2 separate regions of the Zea mays genome follow, and region 1 is linked to region 2. The links are chromatin contacts, called in public Hi-C maps. All regions are on one chromosome and are shown on one strand. Each heading gives the region's core, a stretch centred on a gene start, on an enhancer-like site or on the middle of the called end of the contact. The rest is flanking DNA. Distances are from core to core; before and after follow the strand shown.

Evidence for each region. A called contact is a pair of places that touch in the nucleus more often than the background predicts.
Region 1: a Hi-C map of tassel shows a contact between it and region 2, with 2.5 times the contacts expected there. The contact joins the promoter of LOC100281150 here to the enhancer-like site in region 2. A contact is called at or near these places in 3 of 25 Hi-C or Micro-C datasets (bundle sheath, ear and tassel).

Annotation. Positions count from the first base shown.
Region 1 is chr4:160,537,722-160,543,242 of Zm-B73-REFERENCE-NAM-5.0, reverse strand. LOC100281150 (protein binding protein) reads left to right here and starts at 1,792. Exons shown (of 5, transcript NM_001154069.3): 1 at 1,792-2,460; 2 at 4,161-4,280; 3 at 4,399-4,531; 4 at 5,378-5,521. The coding sequence starts at 1,928.
Region 2 is chr4:160,326,625-160,331,923 of Zm-B73-REFERENCE-NAM-5.0, reverse strand. It overlaps LOC100274524, which reads right to left. Exons shown (of 4, transcript NM_001148881.1): 4 at 3,905-4,316. Among protein-coding and RNA genes, the nearest start is that of LOC100274524, 12 kb to the right of the region's middle. Within about 2 kb of position 3,518, at least 18 of the 20 cell types and tissues checked have an H3K27ac peak or open chromatin away from gene starts, as enhancers often do. A contact at or near this core is called in bundle sheath, ear and tassel, where this site is marked.

The DNA.
Region 1 (5,521 bases), core at 543-3,042, 210 kb before region 2:
TTGACGTCGTAGTGCGTTAGGGAGGGGCAACCACCCCAGACGACTTCAATGACGTTACCACGGAGTTTGTGCCCCGTATTCGCCATGCCACGGGGACGATCACCGCCCTCATGGCCTGTAGTTATGTTCCCACAGTCGACGATTTGGAATTCGTGGGATGGTCAACGACGACGAACATCTTATCTTGAACGCCTTTGCTCATACTCAGACTCAGAATCGGATATTGGTTCTCCAACGAGCAATGAGGACAGACCCCTAGTGGCAGGGAGAGCAGAGGTTGTGCCGCCCTCATGGCCTTGATCTCCCCAACGTGTGACTCCCGCTCCTCGAAAGAACAAACGTTGCTAACGGCGTCGGGAAGTGAGTACCAAAGAAGTCTCCAAGGTAGTTCTTTTGCTAGAGATCCCCCGTAGTTCTTGGCAAGAGCGAGTCCCCACTCCGATTGTAACCCTTAACAATCGTCAATAAAGTGCAATTTCGAGACCTTTACCTGAGTCAGGCGTATGAAATAAGCGACAAGCCCTGGCCCAAGGACAGACTGACTCTCCTCTTTTTCTCCAGTAGCTAACTTTATAAGCAACAAGATGAACACAAGGATCATGGGTCAGCCAACGAAGGAATTAGCAGAACAATAGGTAGAAATCTTCATCGATAAACCAACTAAGTTATTCCATCCTTCCAAACTAATCGTTTCAATATTTCTTATTTGCGTTAAAGGGTGCTCAGTGATATATGTCATTGTGTCGTGTCTCCCTCCCACGGGACCCTGGACAGAAAGGGGGGCTATGACAATGTAACCTGAGGCTCCACAATCGAACCCCGGGGAAGAGGGATGCACATGACGACCCTGCCCTCATCCCCGTTAAATGGACCTAAGGAATGGATGATACAAACGAAAGGTTCCCTCAAGGAAGTCGGTCGGACTGCTAACACTTACGCCTCGGAGGCTATGACATCGGTCACCAGTGGAATCTGAAATCCTGGAAGGTTGCGGACGGGCGTTCTAATAGGACGACCACTGGTGACGATGTAGAGTCGAAGAGAGGTGGAGATTGAGATTGAGAAACTACAACTAGACTTACGCTATGTCTACTCCTAAGACATGATAAGGTAATTGGATTGGTTCGATTGAATTGTGTGTCTTCTCAATCGGTCGTACCCTTCATATATATATAGGTGGAGGTCTGGACTTGTTACTAGGCGAGATCCAACATTTTTTCGCGAGTTTGTTAGGATAACCACATATGGGTTTAGGACTATCGCCTGAGTTAATTTAATCACGGACCGTTTGGACTACACCTATGGATCTACCGTCCGGCCGTCCAGGTGCCAAATATGTTGTGCAACTGTCATAATTTGTGTAACTAGTTTTATAATTAGATTTTATTTTATATACTTTTAACTAGCAACAAACACCCGATGCGATAGAGATTAAAGTTTAAGGTACGTTTGGTTCTATATCTATGGTGTCAACAATTGTTTTACACTTGTATAGGGTTAGACGCTTAAATTTTAGTCACGTATCACCTTTGGACTTTCTTTTAATTCTCACTTTTTCCTATCTTATGTTGTTACGCGAGAACGGAATTATGTTTTATAACTTTTTTCTCGAATGTTAAAAAGTAGAGACAATCCCATATATACCATCGGAATTTATACTTATTTTTATGTGCCATTGGCCACATATATCATACACAAATAATATCCCTTAGATTATAAAATCTGATGACATACAATTTATTTTTACTTAAAAAAATATTGACTCATACCTCGTCATCTCTGCTTTGGCTCTTCACTGCTTCCCGAGACCCGAGGGTCCAATTTACGCGAGGGGGAGAAAGAGGCTACACGGAACCACGCGCTCACGGAGTCACGGCTCATCTTCGGACCTTCCCCAGTTCCCCGCGATATCGCTAGGGTTTCCGCGATGGCGACACTTCGCTCCCCGAGCCCCCGCGGAGACGTTCTCCTCGACTCGGCGCCGCTCCTCGGTGGTGTCGGGCGGCGCCGCGCGGGCGCGCTGCGCCGGCCGTCTCTCCGGGGCGCGGCGCGGCTGCTGCGGCGTGGCGGGCGCCGAGCGATGCGGGAGCCGTCACTGCTGGTGCGGGAGGCCGCGGCGGAGCAGCTGGAGGAACGGCAGGCGGATTGGGCCTACTCCCGCCCCGTGGTGGCGCTCGACTTCCTTTGGAACCTCGCCTTCATCCTCGTCTCCGCCGTCGTGCTCGTGCTCAGCCACCACGAGAGCCCCTCCATGCCGCTTCGTTTCTGGATCGCTGGGTACACCGCCCAGTGCGTCGTCCACATGGTCTGCGTTGCCATCGAGTATCGTTTGCGATACGGCCAGCTCGGCGGGTCGCCAATTCCTGTCGACGAGGAGAGCGGAAGTGGTAGTGCATCATCGTCCTCCAGCGACGACGACAGAGAGCACGGCTCCCATAGTCGAAGTGGTGACTGCCTCAGGTAATTGGAGTACGTGGCGAGATAGACGCAGTTCCCTTAAATTTTTCTGTCAGTAGCTGGAGTGATTTTCATGTTTGTAGTTATAGCTTAGGGATTCTCACTTTAGTTTTAATATTCCTTATTGTCTAGTTTCTGCTTGAATGTTTGCATAGTTGCTTGAAATGTTGTTTGTGTTGGGCAGTGCAGGCGGAACCACATATCTGGGGGCGACTGTGACTGTTGAACAATAGACGAATCGTAATAGTGCATTTGGTCTGGTTGTGATTTATCCCTTCTCCCAATCCAACATTTCTGCCCAATGTTGCAGAATATAGGCACATTTTCCACTCACTTAAATTCATTTGTATGTAATAAAAAATGGTATCGTAGCACACCTGCTGAAGGGGTTTCCTCCTGTGCACTATTTTTCTTCGAATTGTTTTTGTTTGGTGTCTTCCACCATCTAGCACTTCGCTTCCAATATGTTAGTACCATCTTCTTTGGTGATCCCCTCATCTCCACCACCTTTGGCAGCAAGGACAAAGCCCTCCTGAGTGAGCCAGCTAACGACGTCAGCTGCTTCCATCGAGATATTGAGCAGCAGTACCAGTCTAGCTGGGGAGTGACACCGGAGGAAAGTTGCTGGGTGATCTGGATCTGGATGCTGCTAAGCAAGGGGGTTGTAGCCTTGAAGGTGGGGTTGGCATACGATGGTGGCCATGGACTCTACTGCTAGTGAGCAAGCATATCAACTACGGGGAAATGGGTTAGGCAGCTGTTGACAGTGGGATGGATTGAAGTGTGGTCTATTGGTGCAGTGGCAGAAAGAGCAAGCTGAGTGTGGAAGGCAATGTTACTTTTGCAATCCAGAGAAGAAAAAAAAATGGTGGCACAGGAGCAAAACCCTTTGTGAGAGTGCTGTGAGAGTAGTTTTTCTTAGCTACTTATGTTTCTCTTATTATGCATTGAAAAGCTAGATCATATGGAGAACTTCTGTGAGGTAATTGGTACTAAAATCTCAGTGGAACTTAAGATGTTGAGGCGGAATAGTTCAGATTGAGTGTAGAGCAACAACTTTTCAAAAAGTACCACATACCACGTCTCTGAAGCCTATCTGATGAGATCACTACAGTTGTTTCTTGCAATGCCCAGTCTAGTTATTTTTTGTTTCTGAGATCTCCATCCACTTGATCACACAGTAGTACAAGTTTATTTGGCCATACTGGTGCATAGAACCATGACCATGATGACGTTCAAAATTCAAACACGACACCGTTCACTTGATTTTGCTGTATAATTTGAACCTTCGAACAAGATGTTTGACAGATATGTGATTTTGATAGACTAAGTAAGATAGAGTCTGTTAGTCTGCATTTGTCGTTAAGCCACCTACGGAAGTCTAACTACTGGTATATTCTGCATATTTGGCTATATGTGGACTAACTTGGTGGCTAGTTTCTTGTATTTTATTATGCATTGCTCAGATTGCATTGTTTGGCTTCATATATGCCAGTGTACACATTAATTTTTCATTGATTCCAAAAAATAAATAATTTTTTGTCTATAAGCTTAAGCTCCATACTTCATCACATTGAATTATCTGCTGCCTGCTGAATTCATCACACATATTGTTTCTATTTCTTAATCCCATTTACCGGCTATTTTTTGTTAATATTTTTAACATGTAAACTACCAACTATGTCCTCTTTGCCGTCTTGCAGTATAGCTAAACATCTGGAGTCTGCTAACACAATGTTCTCATTTGTGTGGTGGATAATTGGATTTTATTGGGTATCTGCTGGTGGAGAAGTTCTTACCCGTGATGCGCCTCAACTTTACTGGTACACATAGTTCTTTTTTTCGTTAATTTTACACATAGTTCTTGAAAATATAGTCACCTTTTATATGGTCACCATTTGTGTCCATTATAATCATGCTACTTTATGATTTCTTTTGCAGGCTTTGCATCGTATTTTTGGCGTTTGATGTTTTCTTTGTCGTCTTCTGTGTGGCTTTGGCCTGCATCATTGGTATTGCTGTTTGTTGCTGCCTTCCTTGTATCATAGCAATTTTATATGCAGTGTCGGATCAGGTACGTCTTCTCAAATATATGTTGATAAAAGTTTTCATTAACTGCTAAACTTCGTTAGTTTTTCTATTTATGATGTGGTAAATTGCTTTACTAGTTTCACTATCTACTTATGTGGCATAACCTTATTTAGTTTATCTCTTTTAGTATAAGCTTCAGTATGCCACAGTGGTCAGTAGATAAATATGGTAAATGTTTTTCAAATCAAGCTGGTTAGGCTGTGTAATTCATTACGTGTGAGGATTGAGGAATATTGATAATCTTTTTGAATGGTTGCTAAACTATCAGGTCTAAGCATAGCTAAACAATCATCAGGTTAGACTTTTGCTGGGTCTGTTTTGACATGTTCCGGTTATTTCTAGAACTCATGTATCTTGCCAATCATGAAATTGAATTTTGAGTTAGTCATGTTACTGTTATGCTGCTGTGTCAATTTTACCTGCAAAATCGTTCAATTAAAATATTGATTGATTATGCATGCCGGCACAGTTGTGATGATTGAAACCAATGTCTAGTGGAAATGAAAATATCTAGCACTGCCACTTATCTTGGCTGATCCTAGTTGGAGATGTGGACATGTTCCTGGTAGGAAAGTTGGCTCAGCTCATTAACATTATCTTTTTACCCCCTATATGAGTAGGCCATGGTGTTTATAGCAAGCTTTGAGAACTTCCAATGTATGAGCAAGTTGTACATACTGCTGTTCTAGATTTACTGTGATGAGTGACATGGTGAAATTACATGTCTTTCTATGTTTAAGTTTACTTTCTTCGTTTTCTTTTATTGCACATTAATTTGTTAGCATGATTTAAAAAAATGAGTACCTTCTGTCCATCTGACTGAAAACAGGAGGGAGCATCTGAAGATGACATTCGTCAAATTCCAAAATACAAATTTCGGAAGATGGAAGAGCCTGAAAAGCAGTCTGTTGGTGTGCCTGGATCTTCTGGTGGAATAATGATAGAATGTGGAACCAATCAACCTATTGAAAAA
Region 2 (5,299 bases), core at 2,269-4,768:
TTAAATACAACTCTTACTTATGTTGTCCATATATGTCCAGTGACATTAGACAGATACATAAGTTATGTGTTCTTTTCTAGTCATACCGTAGGGGTTAAAACCCCATCGGAATCTCGTACCTGATTAGATACCCACACCACATACTAAATTGCACAAATTTAATAGATATATGACACAATTAAAATAATAAATCATCAAATATGAGTGAATAAAGGGATGACGGTAATGAATAATACTATAACATGCAATTAGCTGACTCTATTTTGCTAATATATGCTTAGTTGAGTAGGGTGTATATATGATTGAGGTGGGTATAAATTACCCACGAGCATGTGAGTATGGGTAGTATATAACTATACTGAAACCCACCTACTCGACATGTATATGATTGTGTCCATTAACATAATCATGGGTAAAGAAGTCATCCCATAGTTGTCCTTACCGGGTAAAACCCATCGAGTACTCAGGTTTCAGATATCCATTGCCATCTCTACTCTCGTGCTAGGGCACCTAACTATATAAGTCCTTGGGACCCTCGTGTTCTAGGGCACCTATCAATATAAATCCCTGAGTCCCTCACGTCATGGGGCACCATACGATATAAGCTCCTAGGACCTCTCGTGTCTCAAGACACCTAATTGTGTAGGACTTTAGGACCCATTGTTCTAAAACAATAATGGGTAATTGAGACAGATCGACCCCTAAGCTCTTGCAGCACTTGGCTGCTTAGGACTCTTCATAGGCCCTAGAACCCCTAAAGCTCCTGACCTCATACTCCATGGATGATCGGTATCCATGCCCTCTTGGACCTAGGGGTCCCTCGGAGAAGTTGAGGACTTAGGCTGGCTAAGCCTAGTCCTATCTCATGGAAGGAGGATGTATCTGACCCACCGAGTATAGTACAGCCTAGGAGATGGAGCACAGAGCTAAGGGCCTAAATACTATCCCTTAGTAATAGCTTAAGGGATAAGTCTTAGATATAACATATTAAATGTGCGATATTGCATGTCTGACTTAGCATAATTGCATATAATTTAGGTTGCAGGGCACTTGAGACCACTATACAATATGTGTGCACATAGATTATATAAAAATACAATAAAGTATTGAGGGTAACACTAGCCACCAATTATGTTATGGCATACCTTTCTTAGGAATCATAGACCCTTACATCGGTACCATTCAGATGAGACATGATGGTCTGCTCAAAGTAGTCGATCTGGGCGCACAGAAAGAGATACCAGTGTAGTCCTTTGAGCGGTTGTTGGGAAGTAGTCATTCGCTTAATGAAGCCCATAGATGTTTGATCAAATCATCTAGAATAAAGGAGCATGAGGAAGACTAGTCATGCAGATGCACTCCCAAAAAAACTTGATTTTATATTTACCCGTGTAGGCATGCGAGCGGATGGAGTCTCATAGTCATAGACCTCCTTGTCCAATCTCTTGTGCATGCAAGGAACTCAAGGTGGAGATCATATAGACAGCTTCAAGCACAAGAATGTACTGGACGGAGTGAGGGAGGAGAGGTGTCTTCTCTAGGAAGGAGGTGGTCCACTTTTAAGTAGCCTCTAGACTATAGGATGAATCTAGATAGGTTCCCATGGTGGCAAAGAGGTAAATTAATGATTGTACTGTTGTCAGTGTTAGACCCATATATTTTACCCATGTGCCCTAAGGCCCAACACATTTATGTCTTATACTCTTGCTAACCGTCATTGTGTCGCAAAAGGTGACACATCACGTCGTACGGAGCACATCACTTGGCATTAATTGTGAATATTTCAAAATTTTAATTAATTGATAGCCTAATTATGGATTGATCCTAACTAATCTAGCAACAAAATCCAATGATGTGTTGAAAACGTCAGATCCAATGAGGGGTTGAAGCAGTTGTCGGATGTTATGGCCCTTTTTGCGCTCTCTTTGGCAAGATACAAGGATAGACATACCTTGGACATTTAGAAGCTAGTGGAGAGCATTAGCAAGTGTTCAAGTTGAAGATTAAGGATTTGCTAGAGTAAGGGAGTAGCAAGTGTGCATCATTTTAGGGCCAGGATTAGATTCCCAATCAAGTGACGACTAAATCTTGTCTTTTGCTAGGACCTGGATGGCTTGGTGTTGGTGTTCTCAGTGATCTTGCATTAGTGGGGATTGTTGAAATTTGTTATCCAGTTTTTTTAAATCAGATAGACCACCGGTGGAAAACACATATAGTTTTTTTTTATGATGGCGGTGAATTGGTGAGGTACAAGAGCCTTTTCGTTGCAAAACAAATTGTGCGAGCATCTGAAACACAGAAATAGCAGAACTCAAACCGGACGACACCCGATTAACTTGTAATAGATTGCAAGCATGCATGAACACGACAATCATATGGCGGGAAGAAGTAAAATGCAGCAGCGGTCCTTGAACTTGGCACGCTGTGTATCAATTGGGCACGTCCTCGAACTCAGGAAACCAGGAAAACATGCCATGTAGCTTGGTCGGCCCGTGAAAAACCTGGTTTGCTCAAACCGGATGCAGACGCGGCGTGCCACGTTTGAATGCGCACTAATTAAAGTTGGAGGATCAAAGGGACACAATATGCCAAGTTTAAAGACCCAAGTGAGTGAGTGAGTGGCTCTAATGTAGCACAACACGTCGATATCTGGCCTGAGCAAACCCGATTTTGGACGGTTTTAGATAGACCGGTAAGTTCCAGCACCATCTGTTTAGTTTAAGGAGCGAAACGACACACCGTGTCATGTTCGAGGATGTCTGATGCATATTGCTCGGCGGGAAGGCTGGGTACTAAGCTAATGTGACGCGGAGCGGGGCAGTGTTGTTTCTATCAGGAAGGACCGGCGTGCATGAAGATGTGCCGGCGCGCGTGCATGCCACTTATCTCCACATGTAAGCATGTTCGCGGTCATATGATGGCAACAAATGGCTGGCTGGAACAGTACAAATCACGGAACCTCTGGAGTCAGCAGAGAGCCATCACTCGCGGTGCAGTCTGTGGTTGAAGATCCTCTAGCTAAGTATATATATTCTCGAATCGATGTTTCAGCCATGCTGCGAACGATGTTGCGCGTTTGTGTCTGGCACTCTGGATTCAGAGAGAGAGAGAACAGCAAATACACCGAAGCGCACTCTTCGCCAAAAAAGAAACATTGTTTCATGCTCGCACTGTAGACCAACTCGGCTGACGGCAGCTGATGGGAAGCATGCCAGGTACAGTAAAGAAAGGTCGTGGCAAGTTTGTTCTAGCCGTCATCCGCACCCACTCGCGGACAAGGGAAAAAAATTTGCTAGTGACGGCTGACGGCTGAGAAGCGTGAGCCAGCGGGCGGCCGGCCGGGCTCAAAAGACGACAGGGACAGGCTCACCGTCGTCGGCACGCGATTCTTTACGTGATACTGTTTTGTTTTGTGTATGTACAAGGCCGCCGAAACAGCGGTCCGTACCAGCGGACTAGCAAGGTCCACGGACCATCTGCTGCAGGTGTCTGCGTGCGACTTGGACGCTGCGCAGTGGATGTCGCTGTATTACCGACTTGGATGCTGCGCAGTGGATGTCGCTGTATTTACCCCGCGTGGCGTGCGCCGCTCTGCTCGACTTCATCTGCGAGGAAGCTGCAGTGCCATCTGATGGTAACTGGTTTAGTGATGACTTTTACCATGGAGGCGGATGGACGGACCTCCGTTGACTTCATCTGATAGTTCATCTTCGTACGGTCGGTTCATGCCAAATGTCAGGCAAGCAAACAGTTTTTCCCGCCAAGAAATGTGTATCGGACGGTCCGTGCAAAACTGTTTGTAATAATCTTGCCCCTCAATCCATCATCGCCTGTCCACAGGCACCAGCCAGTGCTGTACTGCTGCTATCTTGGCATTACGGTAGCCGAGGAAACACATCGCTCTGCAAGAACCACACTGTACATATAGCAACCGACAGATGCTTGCAACAAACCGTATATATAGCAACATTAAGAGTGTACAGAATCCGTGCACATCAGATGTACAGCACGCCTCCGAGCATCTCTCTATACAGCGACCAAGGCCCATCCTGCTAACAACTTTTTCAACACTGGTGCTCTGATGAGCCCAACTAAAGGCACTAGAAGGGGGGGGGAACACACAAAACCGTTCTGAAAAGCGCATATAGGGTAAATGTCTGGCGAAGGATGACGTTGCTCAGTTCTCGGCATTTATTCCGAAAATCCGGACCTTGTGCATATTCGGTAGTTTCGCGACCACAAGCACACTGACGGCAAGGGTATTGAGGAAGAGCATAGGTTGTTGGTAGTCTGTGGTGTGCAGAGCTATCAGATACCTGTCAAGAAAATGTGGGGAGGAAGCAAGCTACAGTTAGTATCTTTCTGCGAATAATGGATAAAAATAGTGCAGTTCTGCCGCTCATTGCTTTAGCATACGAGTAGTAACGAATAAGGCATGAAAAGCAGTTAACTTTTTTTAGGATTAGCTAGTGCATCATGCATGTTCACTATATACCATGTGAGCCTGATGGAGTGACGAACGCAGAAGTCACATGAAAGATCAGTCTATATTAATTGCACTACAGCTCTACAGTCAGAACACACTCAGGATAATGAACAGTCAGCAATGTGTACAGGCTGACAAATATCTGAAAAAATACTGCAGCATTGCACTACCGTGAACACAATTATGCTATGCAAATGGAAGGTAAGGCATCCAATTGTACACATCATATACCCAAGACAAACTCTAATGTCCATGCTACATCTAGAAAAGGTGCTCTACCACCTACATGGCAACGTTCAAGGTTTATCCCACATTCACCATAAGGCGTGGCAGTGGCTTCTAAACAAAGTGAATTGGAGGCGGAGCTTAGTTCAGACCAAGGTGGGCCATGCTCCCCTGTCAACTAATTCTCCACTAAATAGTAAATAAACAATAATTTTAGTATTGTTCATGGTTATTATAGTTTAATTTAGCTAGACCAGACCCTCCTAATTGTTTGGTCAAGATCCACCTCTGAAGTGAACATTTGATTGCTTACACTATAATATACTCCCTCTGTTCTTTTTTGTCGTCGTTTAGTTCAGATATGAACTAACGAGCGACAAATATTCGAGAACGGGTGTAGTACCATTTAACGTTAACTTCCTAATTAATAAAAGAAAGGCTATTTTCCTCTTAGCAGCAAGCAGGGGCAATATTCCTGAAATCTAAGTGCATGGTGCCATCAAATGGCATTAAAATGTCTTCAATTATCAAAAGAAAGCGCTATTCCAGCTTTCCATCAGGTATTCGTATTGAACTACTGAAGCCATT